2 separate regions of the Hordeum vulgare genome follow, and region 1 is linked to region 2. Evidence: chromatin contacts called from public Hi-C data. All regions are on one chromosome and are shown on one strand. The core of a region is the stretch at or near the end of the contact, and the rest is flanking DNA. Distances in the headings are between cores, read along the strand shown.

Region 1 (4,669 bases), core at 987-3,486, 58 kb after region 2:
GGGATTGCTAAGAATTGTCCTTGCCTGACCGGCCACAGTAACTTTAAAATTAACATCGGGTCCAACTCAATAAATTTGACTATGTGATAATGAGTCAATAAGGAAAAAAGTTAAATTGAGTAACTTATATAGTCATTGAGTCTATGAATAACATTACATATATCAAGACAAAATAAGTCTTTAACCTAATAAATAAAGCTTAAATCTATAACCTAGTAAATAATGCTTTGCATAACGTTACACATATGTTACTACTTACTATGGGACAGCGTGTAAATTACACATATGATAGCGTGTATATTACACAAATGTTACAAGGAACTTTTGGAACCTGGGTATATATATGCAAAATAAATTTAGCAATTTAATAAAAATTTAAAAAATTGAAAATATTTTTAAAATAAACTTGACCTTCCATTATATTTGTGAGAAAATGTTCACAAAAAATAATTAAATTTTCACTTTTTTCTGGAAAAAAAGACAAATTTTCGATCAAGATAGTATGAATAGTAATCTATAATACCAAATAAATTTTATCTTTTTGTCCAGTAGTAAATGTTAACTTTTTTCCTAAAAATTTATATACTGGTGCAAATAAAGTCAAGTTTAATCTAAGAATACTTTAAAACTATCTTGACTTTTTACTTAATTATTAAAATAATAATTCATATAAGATGAATATACAACCAAGAACCAAAGTGTGTTTTCTCATATGGTAACCAAAGGGTATTTTCTCATATGGTAACCAAAGTGTATTTTCTCATATGTTACTACCTACTATGAAGTTAGTAATATAGGCTAAAATAACGTGTATGTTACTAGTATAAGTTACTCTTCATTGTGACTGATCTAGGGAGAAAATTATAGACCATTCGCTTGGGAAACTGCCTGATAATTGTTGTTCTCCTATTTAGGCTTCAGACATACTAGTTTGAACTGACTGAAGAACCATCTTCAGTGATAGTACCATGCCTAGAGCGCATGATCTTGTAGAACAGTGGAGCAAGTAGCATACAGCGTGAGACGGCTAACTAACATGATGATGCATGGAATAACGAGACAGCCATGGGCCGTGGCTGGAACTGGGCATAACTCGAATGGCCCTGGAAACTACTCCCCTCCGTATCATAATATTTATTGTTGGGAAACTGGTCTAGTTTTCCCTAATAACAAATATTTAGTAACAGAGGTTTAATGTGATGAGATAGCATCCATTGCTCAAACTTACTCCAATGCAAAACAAAAAGAAGACGGGAGAAGCGCAACACACGTAGGAGTACTAGCGAAAAGAAACCACACAAAATGACAGAATCGTCCATTTGGATTCTGTATCTGGAATTCAGGAGTACAAACCATCGGACCTGAGTCCATCGCTCTGGCCGAAATCACTGTTTTAACTTTATGGGTCAACATGTTTATAAACTGAACTCCACACACGGAAGTATTTGACGATCACACCCACTACCACACCTTCGTCGATGAACTGGAGCCGAAGGAACCCAAACTTAAGAGCTCAGAACTTGTCGACCTTATCAGCCCTGACGACGGGGTTGGCCTGGGAGATGGCGTCGCGGCCGGCGCCCCTGTAGTCGTAGCAGCAGTCGTGCCGGTCCGAGTAGCGGTGCTCGCCGCAGAACACGCCGCCGCACCGGCACTCGAACCCCATCAGGCCCACCTTCCTCCCGCACGACGCGCACCTGCTCCTCGCCTTTGCCCTACTCGCCCCCTCCTCCTCCGCCTCCTTGGACGTCGCCGCCACCGACGCCTGCAGCTGGGCCTGGGCCTCGGCGCGGCGAAGGCTGTCGCGGAAGCACTTGGAGCAGAGGCCGCCGGTGTCCGGGGAGCCGAAGAAGCCGCAGCCGTTGGCGCAGGGGAGCGGGAGCTGATCGGGGCTGTCCGGGTTCTTGCCGCCCTGCTCCATCGTTTGCACGACGAATCACGCACGCGGTCGGCTTGGTGGTCGTTGGGGATTGGAGGCGAGGAGATGTGGGAGGGGAGGGGAGGGGAGGGACAGCACCGACGCAGACGCAGCTTGATGCGGGAGGCTTCCGGAAAGTGGTGGATCAGACCGATGACCGATCCGGTATCTATCAGTGTGTGACCGACGGTGCCGTACTGTCGTTTCTTTCGGCGGGGATGGGGCACCGGGACTGGAGCTCGTGTTTTACGCGGGCATGCAGACGCAGTGCAAGCGCGGCGGTGAGCGGTTCCGCGCGCTGCAGGTGAAACTCTGTTTTGTTAGCACAACCGTTCAGCCTGAGAGGATCGGACAGCGGGAGATGTTCTGTGGTCTGGGACTCAACCTTTCGTTTCTTCTTGAGAGAGAGAATCTGTTGAGCCCAAACTAGTCAAGCCGACATTAGTCCAACAAGTAGCATGGGCCCAACTAAAAAATCGGCCTAAATAAAATAATGGAGCAGTTGGCCCGGTCCGGTGCTAATTTTTGTTGAGTATACAACAATTTTCGATAAATCTAATTCAAAAGGAAATCATAAACATGGCATTAATCATGTACTTGTATCTACCATGCAAATAGCATAAACTGTAAGAGCATCTACAGCCGGAAATCACGAATATAACCCCTAAACGCCCGCGAACGCGTTCGGTCAGTGACCTGGCATGTCTCCTATTTGTCTGTCCACGCAACCATACTCTTAATTTTTTTCCCGCATATGTCCAGAAACTTTCATGTGATTGATGGAGAGAAAAAGAGAACAAGAAAAGAATGAATAAAGAAAAGAAAACGATGGTCTGGGATGGGGTCGCGTCCTATGTGACGCACTGTACCGGCGCGCTCGGACGCGTCCGCAAGCCCTTATATCCTCTCCATATTTGAGATCGATATGAGGGGTTGTGGACATTCCGGACGTATAAGGGTGATATGAGGGGTCTGGTTGGGTTACTTTTTTTTGTTCTCTCTCCTGTCCGGTCACTCACCGAGCTCGTCCGTGGACCTACGAGGGGTCAATTCAGGCGTTCGACTGTACATGCTCTAAGCAACGTAAAAAACAGTAAAGAACAAGAGAAGGAAATGAGTTATACCATCTAGGCTCTAGTTGGCCAGTACGTAGTTGCGACGACGACGGCAACTTCGTCGGCGTTCTTCTTTCTCAAGAGTGAGCTTCATGACTTCAGTGGACATTTGGTGGACATTGTGACGGTGAAGACGATGAGGACGTAGACAAATAGTAGACGTAGACGAACGGTAGCGAGCAGTCGCGTAGGAGACGCTCCCCAAAACCCTAATCATCATTTTCCCGGTGGAGGATCTCAAAGGATGGGATTTCAGAGGCCTGCCCTCACATACAGTCATCTACGCGGTGGAAGGAATGGAGTCACTGAAAAGCAGCAGCACTGAAAGGAACGACTTTGGCTAGTGCACATGGAGGCGAAGCAAGTGTGATCTGAGTTGGGCGGCAATTAGGGTTGTTGACGCCTCTAATATATGGACTCGGTCTCGTAAGGAGACGTGGATTGAACCCGCGTTCGAGTCGGCAACAACACGTGATCCGATGTCTCAGATTCATGACGCGTCCATTAATGACTCGTAATTAATTGACAATCAATTATCTCGTCTTGACCAACAAAAACTAAGCACACGCATACATATATAGGTTTGAGCTTGGCTCGGCTCGATGACGAGACACGACGCGCGTGCGCGGCGGGGGGGGGGGGGTAAGGCATGTTGAGGCGGACAACAGAGGAGGTCCGCACGGGAACAACTCCTCTTCGCAAGAACTAACAAAATATGGAAGAGGGTCCCTTTTAAAGAGGTCAAAAAGTTCCTACACTAACGGGGGTAGTAAACTTCTCACCACCTATTCATGACACCCATATCGGTCCTTAGAGATTTTTTAAAATTGTTGGATGGGCCTAAAGCCAATCTTATATTTCAACAATCCTCCAACAAATCTCAAAAGCCCATAGTGATGTTCTATGTTCCAAATATTGTTTTGATATACCATTACTTTTAATATTTTTAATGGAGACTAGTTAAGGCTCAACATCCACCTAAAGCAAAGAACTACGCCCATTTACAACTGAACAATAGAATATGCATGGAATTGTCAGTTTGGCATAAAGAAGTTTCGCCAATTGTCCTATCGGTACTAGGTCGCCAAAGGCTGATCCCTCGGTGGAGCATATTAGTCACACTCATGTCCTATTCGCCAACTTACTAGAGATCATGCTATATCTTAGACTGTGATAAGAAGATGAGCTCATATAGGTAAGTACTTCCAAAGATTGCTCTGCAGGATTGCATCTTGCTTATAAAGCCACATAACACATTAAGACAAACGTCAACATGCCATGCAGTTTCCAAGAGTACCGCATCACCAATGGGGCGGATTATTAGGTTACTCTCCTCGGTTACCCGTATCTTGTTTACGCCAAGTCCTACTACACTTGATCTTCTTTCACATAGGTTGTGATCTTCTTTCATATGCTAGATTTTTAGCCGTTTGGATATAATTCAGTGTTGTCACTCTAGAGTCTCTTTGCATATGTGGTAGATTTTAATTCCTTCTTATGTGCTTCGTGGATTGCATGTTGTTCTTTGGACACTTTCCCCTGAAAATAATTGTCTCATTGTTAAATATAGCAGGAATAGGCTTTTCAACCACTAGAAAGTCCATCAAAAACTCTCGAAGTCATTCTGCTCTGACAC
Region 2 (5,042 bases), core at 561-3,060:
AAACTCCAACACACTTACTGAGAAAATCAAGAATCAACTAAACATATCATCTAAACATATCATCTTCACTGTGGAAACTATTTTGCATTAAAAACCATTCATGTGGTAAAGCTTAACCTGATCCATAATATTAGACCTTTTTCATGCTAGCACATGCTCTACCCAAGTTGAGGGCACACCCATGACTTTTGTTGATTCACATCATTTTGATCTGGCTCACGAAACACAACAACCCTAAGAAAGCTTCATGTTGTACAAATAAATGTGAAATTATGCCCAAGTCGGAGACACACCTAGTAACTTTCTTGGTTCATGTCTTCTTATCTTTCACGACTCCATCACTAGCCCCGATCAAGCTTCCTTCATTGCTTTCAAGAGTGAAGTGGTTTAGATGACGATCTCATGGCGGTTTTGCACATGGGGGAAGTAAGTCAGGGAAAATTTAGGAAGGGAATGCCATCAAATGGAAAGGAGGTTTTAGAGACCTCGGTTAGCTTGGACAAACAATAGGTAACATGCTTTCATAATTTTACAAAAACAAAATCCATTTTGATACATATTTTTTGAAAGCAGAATTTACAAAATCATTATTAACAAAAAATGAAGACATGATACCAATTTGTTTTATGAAATATAATATCTTGATAAAGAATCATAATGCAATTGCTAATTAGGCTTAGAAACTTGATGTTCTGAGCCTACGTTTATTGTAATGCTAGATTAATCACTGCACCCATGCCTTTCGTGTGACCTAAAACTTGAACTCACGCAACTATGTCGCCCTTGACTTACCTAATTGTCACTCGATTGGAGAATCACAACAGTGTTATCCCATGGCTTGCTAATCGGACCATGCATAATCTCTTTCGTCCAAAGAACTATTGTAGCCCATCGCAAAAGAAAAAGAACTATTGTAGAGCTCCCGCAAGAAAAGAGTATTATTGTAGCTGGCATGTGTTAGGATTGGTGCATTTTTTAATTTTTTTTAGCAAAAGGTTATTACTTTTGACATGAAATACATCAGATCAAAAACATCGAAAGAAACATAAACCACAAATATCATTGATAAAACTAAAAGTTATATCTTTGATAAAAATACATCAATATTATACTTCCTGCACACACACAAAAAGATGCTTCAAAGTCGTCGTCGCTAGCTTCGTCTCATGACTTTCCTCCATTGGGAAGCGATTTCATATGCATGATGGTAGCTACAACACCTTTTGATATAGCTTTATTGGTAGCTATACGAGGTGTCAAGTTTCAGTGGCATTGGCACAAGTGCATTTTTATTGTATATGAATGATATTTTCTGACTTTTATTTGTCTTTTTTGTTATCTTTTTGACACAAATCTCTTTTTGTTGTGTAGAAAGGGCATTTCTCATTTCTCTCGGTTCTTTTTCCTTGCCTTTTTGGCATAATTACATGTTTGCTTGACTGGCTGGTCCAAAACCACAATATTTTTGCTATAGTTATTTTTCATATTTCTAAATAATTTATAAAATTAATTAGAGATAAAAATCGAGGCCATGTGTAGCCAAATCATTTATGTTCCTCCATTGATGCAGTAACTTTTTAAGTTTATATTACTGTAAAAATGAACACATGTTATTACAAAATCCGTGTTTTTTCTATTTTTGAGCAGTGGTCGCACAACTGTACAGTCCAGTTTGAATATTTTACGGTTAGTTCGACAATGTACTTAACACTTTCACGTGTTCCTTTAAAAACTCTAGCGACAAGGCCCATTCATTACCATCTCATTCGGCCCCATTCCTGGGTCGTGGCCACACTGCAGACCACCATGCATCCAGGGTCTAGAGTGGCCCAGTGTTACGGCAATTTTGCATGGGCGTGTCGCACATTATAGTATTTGCCGCATCTACCCCTAAAAAAATGTTTGCAGCATCTAACTTTTTTTTTTTGAAAAGGAGGCGGACCCCCGGCCTCTTGCATCGAGAGATCCATGCAACCATATATTAAATTCAAAATCAGGTTTGAACAAAGTCTGTGAAGCAAATAACAAATAAAAAGATACATGGCGCTTGGCTCGCCAGAGCTAAAATAATAATAATAGGCCTAGATGACTAAACACCTATCCTATTAATATGTCGTCGTCCAAACCGGTTGAAGATACCCTGAGGTACCATCTCCTATGGGATACACCCAGTAACCAAAGGCTCCCTGGCTTTCACAGGAGTAAGTAGCGACCACGTACGGATCAAGGCACTGGCCCTGACGATAACCTGCAAAAAATGAATATCGCGTTGTCTGTTAAACACTAAGTCATTCTTGCAATTCCATACAACCCAAAATAGTGCACATGATCCGACACGAATAAGTTTAGCGACTTGAACATCAACCCCCTGTAACCACGTCCCAAAAAACGCGGTAATACTATTAGGGGGACTGATGTTAAACGTGATGTGAAGCGAGCGCCATACGAGTTTAGCCATGGGACAATTAAAAAAGGTGTTTAATAGAATAAAGAATAAAATCTAGTGGGATCATAATAGACTAAAAAATCCGTCCAGTCATTGATCGATCATAAAATAACGATCCAGACGGTTGCCTTAAACGGTCCTTAAAATTTCTGGTTGACCGACACAACTTATATCCAGTCTAAATATGTGGCAGATATGAAGCGCCTGTGTGCGCATGGACGTGTCCGCCGCGTCGGTCTGGCATCATGGACCCATGCAGAATCACTCAAATACCCGATGATCCAACGAACGTCTACTCCGGTGAGGGGTGTGAACGACGCGTGGCGCCGGTGTCATGGGCCACGTAGTCCCTAGCCTAGTTATTGAACCTGACTGTCGGCAACAAACCCTACCCCTTCACATTTTCCTCCTCCCGTCTGTTGCCGCCGCCGCTTCCACTCCCAGTCCGCCGTAGCCCTCCCTGGCCCGGCTATTTAAGCCAAGCTCCCATGCTGCCGCCACTTTCTAACGTGAGACTACCGGTTTCAGCTCCTTGAATAGATCCAAGCAAGGCCCGAAGGCTGGATCACCGCGGGGTTACCTTCGGATGCTGTGGATCCGAAGGAGGAGTTGGAGGAACAGGAGGAAGAAGAGGAGGAGGAGGTTTAGGGGGAGGAGGAGGAGGAGCCGACGAAGGATGTGGGAGACGCTGGAGAGCGGATCTATAGACGAAACAGTAGGCCATCCATAATTCCATCCACTCGGAGTCAGATGCGGAGGCTGCGGACGCCGTTGTCAACAGGAGATGGGGGCGGAACATGTCGCGGAGGAGGCAGTGATGCTTGCTTATTTGGATGAGGTCGAGGAGGAAGAGAAGGAGCCGGTGCCTTCCTACGTGGCCGTCTACCCGACATCCAGCACGGATGCCATGGACACAGTGACGGAACCAGGATTTGGATTTGGTCGTTGATAGGGGGGCAAATACTTATGTACTAGGTCATATCAATCAAATATACACTATATACTTCAGGTTTCGTCAATCGTTGGGGGGGGGGGGCAGTCCCGTGCTCGTCCCCCCTGTCTCCGCCCCTGCATGGAAATCTCCAACGACGATAGATAGGGCAGTACGTAGTATGTATAATTTTTTGCATACTTTATTATATGGATTTATGGGTTGTAATATGAAGACTAAGATGTAGAGTTTTCGAAAAAAAGACTCAGATGCAAAGTTACAAAATTAAGATGTATCACAAGCATATAATAAATCAAATTTATCAAATCCGTCTATAGATGCTCTTAGCCGACAACAAAAACGAAACACAACATGCTAATGCCAGGGCGATCATTTTCAGATGCAGACTTATAAATTTAGGGTCCCCATATTCATCATAGATGTGGCATATTAGATATGCGCCCCACACATCCTGTGTGGTATAATTAGGACCCAACCCGCATGGTCGTGTGTGGGCGAACATTAGAATCTCCCACATGTATGGAGGCAACTACTTCATGCGACGTCTAACAACTATTACTCATTTCCATCCCGCGTGTGTGGCACGAAACAAATATGTTCACACGTCCTGATGCAGCTACGTTACTTACCCGCGGTATGACACTTTAGTTATCCCGAGGGATGGCGCGGTTATTTGGGGTGGCAAATACAGTTATAAAAGTATGGCAACTTCTCTGTTTTGATAAACTATAGTTGCCATGTCTAATTAACGGTAGTTGTCGGATATAATCAAGCCACAATTTCATGTGTGATTAACTTGTTGCCCTATATGTGATCAAACAATAGTTGACATGTGTGATTAACTAGTTGACATGTGTGATCCAACCATAGTTTCCATGTATGGTTAATCATAGTTGCCATGTGTGTTTATCTAGTTGCCACATACACGTAACTACAGTTGCAATCTAGCAACGAATCATAGTTGCCATGTTGTTTACCTAGTTGGCACGTGCGCACAACTGCAATTATCATCTAGCAACGTACTATGGGCAAATGCCAGTTCACCCATACACGCGCGAACTATGTGTTGATTGTGTGGGTTGAAGAGTTCGCCCACGCAACGCAGCTGACAACCGCGTGTTACGGGTCGTGTGGACGAACTCTCCAACGTTCATACACATAATGATGCCTACATGGCATACAAAAGTCATCAAACATTGTCAAGATTCGTGCAAACAGAATCACGTGAATCGACGCGTGCGGATGAAATGCAAATGTGTCATACATGTGAGCGTTATAATTTAAGTAAATTTAAGATGTGTTCGATTACTAAACAGGGCATAATAAATCGAATTTGTCAAATCTAGCTGTAAGATGCTCTTACCCGGCAACAAGAAGGAAACACCACGTGCTAATGCTAGGGCGATCATTTTGCTAATAATTTGCGCAGCGGGGACCCGATGTTCCTGGAGCCGTACTGGATGCGGCACGCGGAGGCCAGCGCCGTGGTGCTCTCGGGGTGGCACCGCATGAGCTACAGAACCACCGACGGCCTCTTCCAGTCCGTCGAACTCGAGCGCTGCATCAGGCGGCTGCACCGGGCCGTCGGCAATGCCGTCGCCGACGACAAGCAAATCGTCTTCGCCTCGGGCTCCTCGCAGCTGA

The links. A called contact is a pair of places that touch in the nucleus more often than the background predicts.
Region 1: a Hi-C map of leaf shows a contact between it and region 2, with 2.6 times the contacts expected there. The contact joins the promoter of LOC123440176 here to the enhancer-like site in region 2. A contact is called at or near these places in 1 of 6 Hi-C or Micro-C datasets (leaf) and 1 of 1 datasets of contacts at active chromatin or transcription factors (embryo).

What each region holds. Positions count from the first base shown.
Region 1 is chr3H:464,247,490-464,252,158 of MorexV3_pseudomolecules_assembly, forward strand. LOC123440176 (zinc finger A20 and AN1 domain-containing stress-associated protein 2-like) reads right to left here and starts at 2,237. Exons shown (of 1, transcript XM_045116750.1): 1 at 1,247-2,237. The coding sequence starts at 1,921. The coding sequence ends at 1,514.
Region 2 is chr3H:464,190,336-464,195,377 of MorexV3_pseudomolecules_assembly, forward strand. It overlaps LOC123444283 (tryptophan aminotransferase-related protein 3-like), which reads left to right. Exons shown (of 5, transcript XM_045120960.1): 2 at 4,828-5,042. Among protein-coding and RNA genes, the nearest start is that of LOC123444283, 8.4 kb to the left of the region's middle. Within about 2 kb of position 1,811, at least 2 of the 3 cell types and tissues checked have open chromatin away from gene starts, as enhancers often do.